Linked DNA regions of Anser cygnoides: region 1 is linked to region 2. The links are chromatin contacts, called in public Hi-C maps. All regions are on one chromosome and are shown on one strand. The core of a region is the stretch at or near the end of the contact, and the rest is flanking DNA. Distances in the headings are between cores, read along the strand shown. Region 1 holds the start of BCL7A (BAF chromatin remodeling complex subunit BCL7A). Region 2 holds the start of CLIP1 (CAP-Gly domain containing linker protein 1).

Region 1 (7,298 bases), core at 221-2,720, 180 kb before region 2:
TCACTGCGACTTACAAGTATTACTGTTCTGGAATGCCATTTTTACATTGCTGTTGTGTGTTTTGTGTTGTTGTTACTGCTCTCCAGGTGCAGCAGCTTTGACTGGAGAAGAAATTCCAGAGGAAATCACAGCAGAGAGGTTCACTGCTGACATTCTTGGCTTACCTATTGCCGAGCCAGAGAAAAGAACAGTAAAAATCAATGAATAGTTGATCTGTGAAGACTCAAAATTGTAGCTGCCACAGTTTTCTACTTGTTCCCACTTTCCAACATCCTCTCCTCAAGTATCTGTGAAATTTATATTCTGTTTATTAAAAACTAAAGGTCACAAACTAAAGTCTGTAAAGAGCGACACCATGGTTGCTGCACTGTCTTTTTGCACAGATCACCCCTATCCTTGGCTAGAGCCTTCCTAGAACTTATTTCAGGGTGGGTTTATGCCAGATGCAGTCTATTTCCATTATGTTAAGAGGGTATTTATTTGTAAAATAAACAGACAGCAAAATAGCAATATAAAAGTATTGTATTGATTATATACGTTGATAAATGTCCTGTACAGAATGCTTGGACAGGCTAGACTGGGTTTGTAATTACACAGACAAAACCACCAGACTTCGGTGATGCAAGGAACGCTGTGATATACATTGAAACCAGGTTTCCCTTTTGGCCTTTGAAACTTTGGTTTCCTTTCTGAAAGTAGTAGCTCCGATTAGAAGTGCAATACCAATGGGACAGCATCTTACAGTGTTTGTATAAACAGCATAATGAGGCTGGTATAAGTTGCTGTAGAAAGATCAGTGAAGTGCTGTTGAACACGCTTCCTTCTTTACATCATCCTCAGCATCAATTTGAATAATAATGTAGGGCCTCGAGAAGCGTTCCTCTCAGTGGCGATGTTTGTTAAACAAGAGATTGCAGTTACGCACTCTGCAAGTATCCGCGGCTGTGCAATTAGCACAAAGGTGTGCGCTGGGGGTGAGTTAACCAAGTCCCACACCGGGTGCGCAGGTAACTGTCCATTTACTGATGTGCTTGTGTGTGTCCAGGGACGGGTCGGATGTGATCCTCTACTTTTAACCAGCTTCATTCCACAGCAATTATTTCAGGCAGCTCAGAAACCTCACAGCCACTGCCTGAGGGAGGGCCCTGCGGGCCGGGGGGGCTCCGCGCTCAGTCACGGAGCGGCCGCCTCACTGGGGGGCGCCTGAGGGAAGGCGGCGGCGCCGATCCCCTCAGCGCTGGGGCGAGCCGCGGGGGCCAGGCAGGCGGGGAGGGACCCGATCCGATCGGAGCGGACCGGATCGGATCCGAGCCGTTCCCCGACTCTCCGGCGGCCCCTCACGGAGCCCCCTCACAGCGCCGCCCCGCGCGGGCTGCCCCCGGCGGCGGTCGGCGGGGATGGCGGCGGCGGCGGTGGCGGCTCGGGGCGCGCATGCGCGGTGCGCGGGCCCCGTTGGCGGAGCCGGCGGAGCCGAGCGGCGCCGAGCCGAGGGAGCATTGTGCGTGCGGGAGGGCGGGGCGGACGGACGGACGGACGGACGGACGCCGCGCCGCATTCCCCGCCGCTGAGGCCGCCCTTCCCCTCCCCTCCCTCCCCAGCCCCCCAAGCAGCATGTCGGGCCGCTCGGTGCGGGCCGAGACCCGGAGCCGGGCGAAGGATGATATCAAGCGGGTGATGGCGGCCATCGAGAAAGTGCGCAAATGGTGAGCGGGACGCGCCGCGGCGGGACCCCGCGCCGCCCTCCTCCTCCTCCCCGGCACCCCAAAACCTCCCTCGGGTCCCCCCAAAAAACACCCCAACGCTCCTCCCCCCCCCCCCCCCCCCCGCTCCCTCCCCTCACGGCGCCCGGAGCCCGCCGGGCGGCCGCGGGGGGCGGGGAGCCGGCGGCGCCCAGAAGCCATTTCGCGGAGCCGCTCACAGGAAGGCGGCGGCGGCGGCTGAGGGCTGCGGCGGCTCCATTGTGCGGCCCCCGGCCCTCCTCGCCGCCCCCCGGCCTTCCTCACCGCCCTCGGTCCTCTCCTCACAGCCCCCGGTCCCCTTCTCGCCGCCCCCGGTCCCCTCCCCGCCGCCCCCGGTCCCCTCCCCGCCGCCCCTCGCCCGCCGCCCCCCTCACGGGGCCCTGAGGAGCGGCCCCGGGGGGGGGGCTCCGAGGCCGGGGTACCGCTTGAAGGAACCTCTTTCTTTAAAAAAAAAAACACCACATAAAACACCGCTCTACAACTCGAACGGCTTCTCTCGAATTTCCTACTCCTCTCCCAGCCCCTCAAGGCTCCGAGGTTTGCGCGCACAAAACCGGAGCGGGGCCGGAGAGGGCGAGCGGGACTGCCGCCTGAATTTGTGGTGAAACGGGATAATTAAAGGCTGGGTCTCCCCCCCCGGTGGAACGGGTCCCTTTTGTCAGGCCCTCAGCGTGTTTGGGCATTTTCTGCTTTTGTCTTTTTCGGCTTGCATCCTGGAAAGCGACGCGAGGTATTTCGGCGGCACAGCGAAGCAGCTGCTGTCAGCTCTGCACGGTCAGGCCGGTGCTTTGGGTGGGCTGGGGAGCAGTGCCAGGGTGACTCCGGAGAGTCTCTCTTCCAACAAGTTGACTCTCTGTTCCGTAATCTTAAAGTATTTTCAAACGTTTGAAATCCACGGAAAATCCCCTGGGTTGGTACTAATCTGCATAACCTTGTTTTGTTTCCAACCTGATGAAATAAGGGGGCACCTCTGTTAGGATGCGCAGCTAACTCTTCGGTTTCATTGAAAGAAAGGCAAAATAGGGAAATAAACGTGCCTGCTACTCCAGCGAAACGGGCTGTTGCCTTTTAAACGGCCCTGAGCACACGAGTGGGCCAGTTGGCTGGAGCTGGACAAAGAAGCAGGACGTGTGCCCGATAATGCAGGGCCACGGGATGGGGATCTCGGAGAATCCACCCGCTGAGGAAGGAGCTGGAGCAGCCCGGGCATCGCAGTTCGGTTGCTTTCAGGAACTCTCTTCCGCTCAGCTGGCGTTTTTAAGTGCTGTTCGCTGCCTAGTGGGCCAGCTCCGAAGGATCGGAACGATGTGCGGTGATGTGACAGTACTTTTGATCAGAGAGTCTTACGGCTGGATGTGTGGGACTGTAGTGTTTTGTCTGTAGGCATTTCATTCATGAGCGCAGCGTGCTTCCTTTGAGTCCTGGTTTGTGGATTTCAGGGAGGAGGAGAGGCAGAAGCTTGGCCATTCAACAAAACATCTAGATTTTTTTTTTCCCTTGGCAAGAGCTGTCTGCCATCATGTCAGTTGCTATGGCTTCCTCTTTAAAACAAATCTTGCGGTATAAATAGATTTTGTACACTTTAACCCTCATGAGAGACAGCTTGCTTTAAAGGGTTACTGTACAGAATCATGCAACGTTTCTTCTGATCACTGTCAGAAGTATCCTGTGGCTTCTTGTGTGTGCCTCTCACAAGTATTTACATAAACCATTTTTCCTACTTTTAAAGGAATCATAATTTGATGGTGAATCTCAAGATTACCCACCACCACCTGCAGTCAAGTACAGTGGAAAATAAGCAAGAGAGATTCTGTGTTTTGTGGTTTAAATGTTTTGAGAAGACTTGTGAAATTGAACTTTACACACTAGCAATTCCTGCATCTTCAGAGGAGCCACACAGGCAATTTCAAGTGTGCAGTTTCATTTGCATAATAGGAGCAATTTGTTGCCATCCACAGCTCTTCTGTGGAAATGCAGCCACTGAAGATTGAAACACCTTGCACGCAACACTTCATAGGACAGGGTTTTCCGAGACCTGTGCACCGAGAGTTTTCGGTACCGGAGACGAGGAGAGAGGCAGACAGTGCTTACCACAAAATTTCTGAACTGGTGGTGGGTCCAGCCATAAGGATTACCATCAGGTAATCCGCAAGTGAAGGGTGCAGCAGCCCCGCTGTGCAGGTTACTATGTGCCTCTGTTGCTCCAGCTCTTCGTGTGCCCATGGCAAGTCGGTTTCCATCAGCACAGGCTCTGTTCCTTGGAAAATACATATTGTTAGACAGCGAGCCCTTTGGTGCAGGTGCCCTATCTTCCCGTGTGTTTGTAGAGCGCCGAACGCTTCTGCTATTGCTGGAACTTGGCTTATAGTAGTAAACAGTGAAGTTGTTAGGCTGTTATCTTGAGATTAATGTGGCCCTATCTCCTTTGTTTAAACCACTCCTGTGAATGAGCTTCTAATTTAGACAACACTAAGACACGTGTCTTACAGAATACATGGTCGTGTTGTATTCATGTGGCAGAAATGTTAGATTTTTCAGGCCTAAAGAGGGCATTTGAACTTTTTTTTAACCATACTTATTACTTATTTTTCTTTCCATCTAGTTAAACAAAAGGAGTTAAATTTACTGGAATGAGTTGAAGAAGGTACAGGGTTGTTTTTTGTCTTAAAGATGGACAGAGATGTGTAGTTCTAAGTGGGTCCTCAACAAGAGAGAGGAAAAAATTACGGTGTCTTCAACCAGCGTTAGAAAGTAGTGGACTCTTGTCTTACAAGGCTGGATTTAAGTGAAAGAAAATGCAGTTATTTACTAAAAGAAAAGTAACGGGTAGCCAGCAAGCATAAGTAGCAGGTCGTCTTGGGAGGCAGTGAAATAACGTGCATGGGTAACCAGCACTGCTGAACCTTCGGACAACTGTGCAAACATTTCAGGACGGAGGCATGGTGCGGCTGCTGGGGGTAGGTACCCTGCTCAGGAACGAGGAAATCTCCTTGTGGTGGCTTGTCGTTGAGTTGCAGAACCTTTGTGTAAGTCATTTGGCCTTTTTGGGACCTATTCATCCAAGCTGTAATCTAGGGATTGTGGTAATACCTCATAAAGAAGAGGTGAGCGTGGATCGCTTCTGACAGTAGCTGAAGCGCCGTGGGTTTATTACGGCAGAGAGCTGGCTGTGGAGCCAGGCATGGCTTGGGCTGAAGCTTAAAGCAAAGCGTGTGGTGTAAAAGATGCCGAGCACAACAACCACGGGCAGTGAGATGGTGCTGCCCGGTAGCGTGCCTGGGATCTCGCTGCCACCAGTCAGCAGAACTCGTCGGTGCTGCTGCTGTAGCTTCTCTGTTCTTGTCTCCACTCGGGCTCGCTAAAATAGTTTTATATGGTATGTAATGCTCTGAGATTGAGCTGCTGCAGATTTTGCTGCCCTCGCTTCCTTCTTGAAAGAGATTTTCACTCCGAAAAGTAGTTAGGAGGGAGAACTTCTTAACGTGATGCCTCTGGAAAAGGCTGCCTGCCTGCTGCTGCCCCGCGCCCCTCGAGTTAGGCCGAGGGGCAGCTGAACTAAAACCACCCAGTGTGCGAGGGAGCTGTCTTGGAGTGCTGTAGCGCTCCAAGCAGTTACCATGGATGAATTGCAATATGGATTTTCTGGCTCATGGTTACTTCTTGTTGAGCCAGAGCGTGCTCTCTGACTTCAGTGGGAGTTGGACGTATGTAAAAGGGAGAGTTCTGTCGTTTGCAAACCGCGTTTCTCGTGACTGTAAGAAAAGCTGCGTGTGGCGACGTGGAGCCCAGCAGAACGTGGTTAAAAACCTGCTGGCATGCGTAAGTTGAAGGAGACTCTCCTACTGCAGCGTACTGAGATGACCTTAGACAGAGGGTGGCCTTTGTCCAGTCGTGCTACGTCCTATTTCGCTGTATTTGCAGCGTGGTCAAGAAACACCACGTGTACTGGGGCTACCTCACGTTAGTCACTAGACAAACATCTGCATAGCACTAGGCGTGCTCTGAAAAGCCAGCCTCCATTTCAGAAACATCTTTATTTGCGCATCTGACAGCACTTTGTGTGTATAATAATGGCATTTTCTTTCCCATCCCCCTCTCTCCTTTGCTTGATCCCACAGGGAGGTCATAATTCTGTGATTTTCACCAAACTCTGTTGCAATGCAAGTGAGTGTGATGTGATAAATTCAGCATTATGACGTCACTTCGTGATCATCAACAGAAGATGGGGTATGTGGGAGCAAATCCTCGTGTAAATACACATCACTTTGCTAAACGGTAGTCGTGGTAAAAAGCCAAACACGTGTGTGAAAGCCTTTCCTTGAATGACGATGTATTGGCAGTAAAGGCTTTCTGTTTCCGTGCCATCGAATGTTTCTAGCACTCGCTGCTGCTGCAAAAGCTGCCTTGACACTTTATGTATAAGTGTAATATACACTGCTGTGTTTGCTCACCAGTATATTACTTTTATACGTGGAATTTGGTATGCATCTTCAGAGCTTTAGTGTTAACACACAAAATATAAATACATCCAAGAATCTGGGGCTATTTGAAACGGGGAATCGAGTATATAATTATATAACTTCTGGGATATTAGTATGCCTCAGGCATAACCACTAAAGAAGTGTTGATGTTAATGGCTACCCTACGTATCCTTGGCTGTCCTTAAAATGCTGTGCAGATATGGTTCGGAATCTTAAAATGCTGTAACACGATTTCAGATACGTGTAAGGGTTTGTTTCTGTTTCCTTGACTAGCTTCTGAATTGCCTGTAACTAAAATATTTAAGATGCTTTTCAGCGTGGAAGATTAAAGCAAAGAAAATTATTATATATATTTTAAGTTCTGCCATTTCCATTGGTGTTACGCTTGGGCCATGCATGGAGGAATAGGACAGGTTTAGAACCACAAAAAATGATGATGATGATTTATTTTTTTTTAAGCTCTGGAGTTAGGTAGACAAGTGAAGTTGATCATTGCCACGTTTTCAGCCTGATGGGCTGTCAGGCTGATGGTGGTCTTCCACTCTTTCCAGTCCACCCATCGGCACAGAGACCAAGCTGTGTAGCAGGGTCCTGCAGAACAAATTCTTGCCCAGCGATTTCTTGACAAAGGTGGCCTGGGAGTCACCGGGGGAGCAGTTCTGGTCAGCATCTCCAGATCCGTGGGTTCAACAGCAGGTCTGTTCTGCAGCCAGGAAAATGGGCAGAAATTGGGGTTTTGCAACAGAATGGGCACGAGATCTCACAAATTCTTACGCCCACTCCGGCTGTAGGCCAGTGAGAGTATTTTGTAGTTTGGGCACCACTTAGCAAACCTTGTGTTACAGGCAGCATGAGTAAATTGTCAGCTGTAAATGAATAAAAAAACATGTCCCCGATCAGCAGCTGGGGTTGGTGACTTTGCACCAAAAACTGGGGGGTTTGGAGTAGAACTGGTTTGGGGGTTTGGTGTTGGTGTTTTTAATGGAAAGACAGTAAATACTGCAGATAATACCCTGAGCTTTATTTGCAATACCCATTTTAAATTCGGAAGTGAGTTTACCCTGTTGAACTTAAATGT
Region 2 (6,833 bases), core at 3,935-6,434:
GAGTTGCTGACAAATTACTCAACCAGAATCGTATCTGTGTGATCACCAGCAGAGATCCTGAAAAATGTTCCAACTCTATTTTAGAGAGCACGGGTTTACATAAACATTACTTAGTGTGCAGCAACCAGTATGTTCAGTGAGACACAGACAAGCAGAGGATATTCAAAACAATCCCAACACCGTAATGCAAACACTATGCCTTGTCATCACTCATCCCACTATCAGGCAACCACCACACCACGGTGTAAGGACATCCCCAGAAATAGCTCCTGGTTTTCTCTAACTTCAAAGAGCGAATCTCCGCTTCTTCAGTAACTCAGAAGAAATTCCTGTTTTCTTGTACCCTTAGAGGGACAGGGAAAGAACAAATTTTGCTGTTTGGGAATCAATACAAGTGCCCCACCACGCTGTCCTCGTTAAGAACATGGTTAATCTAGACCTCAACCAGCAATTTTTAAGTTGTTTCTTAACTGAGACAGGTAGGAGATGCTGCACTTCAAGATCACGGAGACAACCTGAACTGTTTTCTGTGTGAGTTCACAGATCTATAGTATATTCTGCACCAAAGACTTTTAGATTAACTTTCAACATCAGATCTTTTACAGCAGCCAGAACAAATCTCTGACTTTGAACCTGGTGGCTAATTTTGTCTAAATAAAATAGAGGGCAGGAGATTTATAAGAACATTTTCATTCCCAGATGTTTCACAGAAGTAGGCCAACAGGTGCAAGGGGCGCTTATGTTCAAATAGTTCTGAGTTTCTCCCAAAGACTTTAGACAAGACTGAATTTCTGAAGGAAAATAGAAAAGCCCAAATACTGCCCTCAGTACACTTGGCAGCAGCAGGCTATCAGTATGCACGCAGATAACGTCCAACTTGAATGCAGCAGTCAGGAAGGCAACCATCACAAGACACAAATCCACTAAAAAATTAGAGGGTTTTGGTGATATTGCTAAATAAGAGATATGGCAGTTCTCTGGAAAGTTCAGGGTCTTCATTCGCTGCATCCTGGATAAACAGGATTCTGGCTGCATATGCTTAGGAAAGGAAAAAGGCAGAGCAAATTCCTACAGCTAAGAAACTGTAGTAAGAACAAGGAGATGATTCAAATGAAAGATAGTAAGAGGCTTTGGACCTTGAACCACCAGTCAGACATTACAGTAACGCTGTGAGAAGCAGTTCATTCAAGCTTCTATGCTGCTTCTGTATTTTAATTCCGCATCAAGGACATTATAAGTCACCTCACCTTATCATTCCATAGCTGGCTATGCTTATTCAGGCTCCTCAGTGCCTTGAGATCCTCAGTAAAAATATACCATTGGAGCATGAAGACAGACTACTGAATATGAAGCAGAGATATGAGAGGATGTCTTTAACAGTAAAAAATTATTTTTGGCTAGCAATATGGTGAATAATTCTTTCTCAGTCTTTCTTGATCTATGTTGCTATTTCTAAACGCAGTCTGTTCAATTTTTTTGAAAGATACCCATCTTTCATTAACAAAGAAATAGCTAATAACTATTAAAAACCTTTTTTTTTAAAAAATCACAGAAAACGTGATGCAAATTCTAACACTTCCCAGTTGCCTCTGTACACACGCATTATAAAAATGTCACTGCTATAGTCTATTAAAAGATCAGAAAGCACATGATCCTTCTAAGCACACATCATTCTCTACAGAATGAGTCAAGGATTGAAAAGCAGAGAAAGCTTTCATCCAAGAAAGTAAATTATTACTACCTCTTCTGAGAGGTCTACTATCAATGCTTACTACCTTTTCTACATTTTTCCAGGGAAGTTTCTAACTGCCTTTGCCAAAACCCCCCATTTTGATAACAAGAAAAATAATTTGTTCAACTGTCAGCACCAGCTTCTCCCGATGATAACACACTTTAAACCGCCTGGGTAAGTGCATTCAGTCCACAGTAACAATTCGTTCTTTGGATATTAGAGCATAAAATTTAATGTATTCAGGATCTAACGTTTATGTGAAAGTTTGAGAAGGAAAATATTATCTCCTGTCGGCCTCAAAACCAAACACACATGAACTAAGACAAAGGGCTTCTAACTCATACAATCGCATCTGAAGCGGCTGAAACAAAGTGCTTCTTTTTATAGTGAGAATTTAATTTTGATAGACTTGGGTGAAAGCGTAACTGCTTCACACGCCTTGAAAACATCAAGTCAGCAATCCTTTTTTAGCTCTCCATGTTCTTAGCCTTTTAAATTAGCACCATGACTGCTATACGGCTGGCATATAATAAAGTAGAAGTACAAATACAGAACTTAGATAAATATTGCTCTGATTCAATGGATGCTGCTGCCAAGCAGAAAAGGAGACTGAGTCAGATAAGCTAATTCCATCAAATACTGAGTTTCTCCCTTTGCCTTGCAATTTCCCTTTAAAATATGCTAGAAATACAGACAGTAAGGTTATAAAGATCAGGAAAAGTGAACAGCTTTTAATGGTGTTTCTCCTAGAAACAGTAGAGTGAGGATGTTTCTCAAATTAGAGGAAGGTATGGTAGGTACCATTCACTGAAGAGTTTTCTAAGTTCCTACAAGCAGTTGAGCAGGACACTCCAGGTGGAAAACTGCTAGGCAGGTGCTAAGGTAGAGACTTGTACCGTCTGTTCTCAGACGCATCTTCTAAATCCTTTCCAGTATTTCTGAGGCCAGGAGCTAGATATCACACTGTGGGTATTTCTAAGGGTCAGTTGTACCATTCTAAGTCACGCGAGTGTAACATCGTGCGTATACAGGACAGACACATGGACAAGATTGTGGATGTTCAAAATCATCAGGGACACAGTGCTGCTGATAGAGCTGGCTTCAGTTCTGCTGGTCAAGAAGAACGAAATGGTTGCTCCCGCAGAAATTGGCATCTAGCTCTGGGCAGCTGAGATTACAGCTAATGCAGTATATAATTGCCTTTCATTAAATAACAAAACACCATCCATCTGAGGCATTTCTAAACATGCCAGTCCAATAAGGATTCCAATGCGTTACTTTTTATACTTGCCAGCAGAGCCAGTAGTCCCTAAGGAATGCCAAAAGATTAAACAAGAGCTGCATTCATTCATGGTCACCATGTTGAAACATTAGAAAACTTGCATTTAACATACAGAGTTAACATTTGACCTGACTGTTTTAGAGAGAGAAAGAAAGCGGTTTTGAAAAATTCTTCTGGCAAGACAGATCACTATTTCTTTTGAAGGAAGATCTATTTTGGAACATTCTCAGTCACTCCCCCCAAAAAACTTCAACGGAGCTAAAAGGATAAAGGGAGGAATACTAAGGGAATTATCCAATCTAGCCAAGATAAGTAAATAAAGGCTGTCCTGGGTATTCACATTCAGAAGATGATAAACAGATACAGCCTACAGATCAGACAGGAAATCTACAGGAGCTCTAGAAAGTCACTGTGACCAGCTCATATAGAGCACTGCTCCTTCTTACTGTATTGTCATGTGAAGAAAGAGATTATTTCTTATAATACACCTTTGTGATGATTCAAGACAGATGTTTTTCTCCTCCACGCTAGAAAGCTGAAAACTTCTGTTTAAAAAGAAACCACACAAATTATGTAAAACTATTTTTTTTGCCAAATAAAATATTCCTCTTGATTCCTACAGATGCAGACAGATGATGTCACATTTCCAAGGTTTTCTGCTTCAGCCAACGCAACCCTGTCCTTCCCCTTCCAACACACAAAGCTTCAGTGCACTTTGGTACGCATGGGAAATTTTCTGGCACATGTTAAGACTAGGTGGAAACAGAACCCTGGAACACCATAAGTTTTAAGCAGAGAACTAATAAACCTCTGCCCGCTTTCTAGTCATTTTGTGTGTATTCACTATGAAGAATGTCAGTCCCTGAATGGTCACACATTCCTTACGCTATGATACTTTGTTGTTAAGGGAGAAACAAAAAAAAGAAAGTTATTTACTTTTCCTCCACTTTCCTCCACTATTTAGCTTGCTATCTTGTTACACGTGGTAGCAGGTGCACACAGACACATGCCTAAGAAAATCACTCTGTCACTGCTAGTTTCAGACTTACACGCATACTTCCGCTCTTTAAAAAAAACTCTTTGCAAAGTATGAGGCATGAAAGCATTTCCTCTTTTGTGCCTCTTTTCTTTCTTTTCCCTACATATTAACACAACCATCGTGTGCTTTTAAGTTGTGCTGCTCAGTGACCTCGAAGCAGCCTGTGAACTCGCACAGCTCCCTGTGAGACACTGCCTCCATTCCGCACGCGGGGAGCTGCGTGAAGGGAGGAAAGCCGTCATTTTTCAGTCATATTTTTAATCGTGACATATCCAGTCGCTGCCTATTCTTCCCTACGCTATTTCGAAGGAGCTTTTCTCCTCCAGGAGAAAACAACAACAGGTTGTTGGGTGGTTTTTTAAGCGCGCAGACAAAGATGCTACAAGGAAAGCAAAAACCCTCTCCTGATCCTAAGGCAGGAGCCTCGTTAGCGGGGGGATCGAGGATTACCTTGAGGAGGAGGAGGGCAGTAACGGGCCCTAGGCAGCAGCCCCAGTGACACAGCGGAAAGCAGGCGGCCTGCAGCACAGCCTCACGCCGCAGCACCGGGCACGGCGGGCACCTCACCTGCACGGCGGCGGCTTTCCCCCAAAAACCCGGGCCTGGGCAGGGAGCCGAGGTGGGTTTACACGGGGCCGGGTCTTCAATCGGTGCCATGCCGGTGGGTGAGGGGTGGGGGGGGCGGGCAGGCAGCAGCACCGGGACAACATCGCCCAGCCTCAGCCCTCACCCTGCCCCCGCTTCGGGGCCGGTGCCCGGCGCCAAGTTTGCGAGGCGCAGCGCGGCGGGGACGAGCCGGGCAAAGCCCCAGCACCCGGCCGCTGTCACCCGCGGCCCCCTCAGACCGGCCGGGACGCGCAGCCACGCGTGTGGCGGGGCCCCGGGGCGGCTGCCCGCTGCCCGCGGCCGCTCCCCGGCCCTCTCAGCGCCTCCCCTCAGCGCCCGGTCCCCCCGCCGAGCCCGGACCCTCCGCACCGCCTCTTTCTCCTCCTCAGCGGGGGGCTCCCGGCGGCTCCCCTCCCTCAGGCGCCGCCGCCCTCCGCGCGCGGGCCCCAACGGCGCCCTCACCGCCGCCGCCTCCGGCTCCGCGCCGCCGCCGCCTCCGCTCGGCTTCCCGGCCGCCTCCTCCTCCTCCTCCTGCCCCTCCGCAGCGGCGCCTCCCCGGCTGGCAGGGGCGGAGCGGGGCGGGCGGACAACGTCTGCGCCCCGCCGGGCCCGCGGCACCGCGAGGCGGGGACTGCAGCAGCGGGAGCCGCTCCCCCTGCCCGGCTCCGGCTCCCCCCTTCCCTCTCGTCTCCTCTCCTCGCCCCCTCGCTTTTCCCTTTGTCTCCCCCTGCTTTGTTCGCCCCCCGGGGCAGCCCGCGGCCGGGAGGTAGGAGAGGCTCTGCTCGGTCCTGCCTCGCCCTTCCCCGAAAGCGCCCCGCGGGGTCGCGCACCCCGACTTGGCCTTGGCCCTGTCCCCGTTCCTGTCCCCGTAACGGGGAGCAGGCAGCGCTGACCCCCTGTGGAATTCGCCGCTGCAGCAGATGAGCGTGAATGGAAGGTGGGGAGGAAAGGGTGGGGAAAAGAGACAGGGCGGCATGAAGCGCATAGCTCTTAATGGACGACTAACTTTACCAGGGGCTTCTTTTCTCCATTTTCCTTTTGTCCTGACGCCCAGGAATCTGGGATTCCTTCTCATCCTCTATTTGAATTTTCATTGTGCTTGTGAAGGAAGACCCTGGAACCTGGCATTCTTCCCCTTTGTAAAGTTTAAAGGGCTGTGGCAGTAGCTCCACACCACCATCAACAATTTAATATCAATTTTCAAGGCTAAATCAAACAGCTCAGCTTCACTTCTCTGCCTCTTTTATAAACAGGCAACAGAGTCCAGTCAAAGTTGGCCTATAACTCTGCTGAATTCATCACAAAGCAAACCTGTTTGCAGTCCCATAGATCATTTAGTTTATGCATGATACTATTCAAACAAAAGGGTGATGAGAAAGCAGTTCCATTGCTGGAGACCAATTGCAACATGTGATTCATTTTGGCTTCATTCTTTGGCATTAATCCAGCATGGTAAAGCACAAAATGGTGTGACGCAGTCCCCCAAATAATGGGTTTCAACTAGATCAGCATTTAGCAATGTTTGTTAGAATTTCACTTCCTAAGTGTAAAGTAGAAGCTCTTACCAAGGTCATTAGATGTTGAAACAGATACTCAAATCCATGTACAGCCAGCCACCCTTCTTCCTCCCTGCAAAATTTGATAAAGTTTTGCTGAAAAAAGTTCTGAATTTAATTATAGATTGTATTTAGAAGTACAAAGCCAGCAAATTATTGCTTAAAACTAAAAAAGTGACCCAGTAGTCCCTGGCTAAGGACATAATCCTTAACAACAACAATTTAATTAAAAACCTGAGAGTCAGACTCTTTACAGAACACTTGCACAAAATACCTGTTAGCTTCACAAGCTCTCAGCTACTTTTGTGAACATTTGTTTCTGCTATCACAGATTCAAGTTTCCTGTATTCATCTAATGTTAATACAGCATGTTTTTTTCCTCTAAGCATATTCTTCTCCATCATTTTTCTTCATTAATTTGATTTTTGTCTTGGAGGATTTATTAACATGAAGGTAGATTTCAAGAGTATTCAGTTCAATGCACAACACTGGAAGTTTTATTAAGCAATACTGGACTGCTGTATTTAGTATAAAACACATCAAGTAGAAGTCAGCTTACTATTGAAGATAGCGAACCGAGACTTGCAAGTTTGTGTTGGTCTTTCGCAACTTCACTAA

Evidence for each region. Hi-C and Micro-C count contacts between places; a contact is called where the count stands out from the background.
Region 1: a Hi-C map of liver shows a contact between it and region 2, with 1.9 times the contacts expected there. The contact joins the promoter of BCL7A here to the promoter of CLIP1 in region 2. A contact is called at or near these places in 2 of 7 Hi-C or Micro-C datasets (both in liver).

The regions. Positions count from the first base shown.
Region 1 is chr17:2,847,586-2,854,883 of Taihu_goose_T2T_genome, reverse strand. It overlaps BCL7A (BAF chromatin remodeling complex subunit BCL7A), which reads left to right and starts at 1,470. Exons shown (of 6, transcript XM_066979324.1): 1 at 1,470-1,703. The coding sequence starts at 1,612. It overlaps CFAP251 (cilia and flagella associated protein 251), which reads left to right. Exons shown (of 20, transcript XM_066979319.1): 20 at 87-506. The coding sequence ends at 208.
Region 2 is chr17:2,669,737-2,676,569 of Taihu_goose_T2T_genome, reverse strand. It overlaps CLIP1 (CAP-Gly domain containing linker protein 1), which reads right to left and starts at 5,184. Exons shown (of 26, transcript XM_048073728.2): 1 at 5,029-5,184.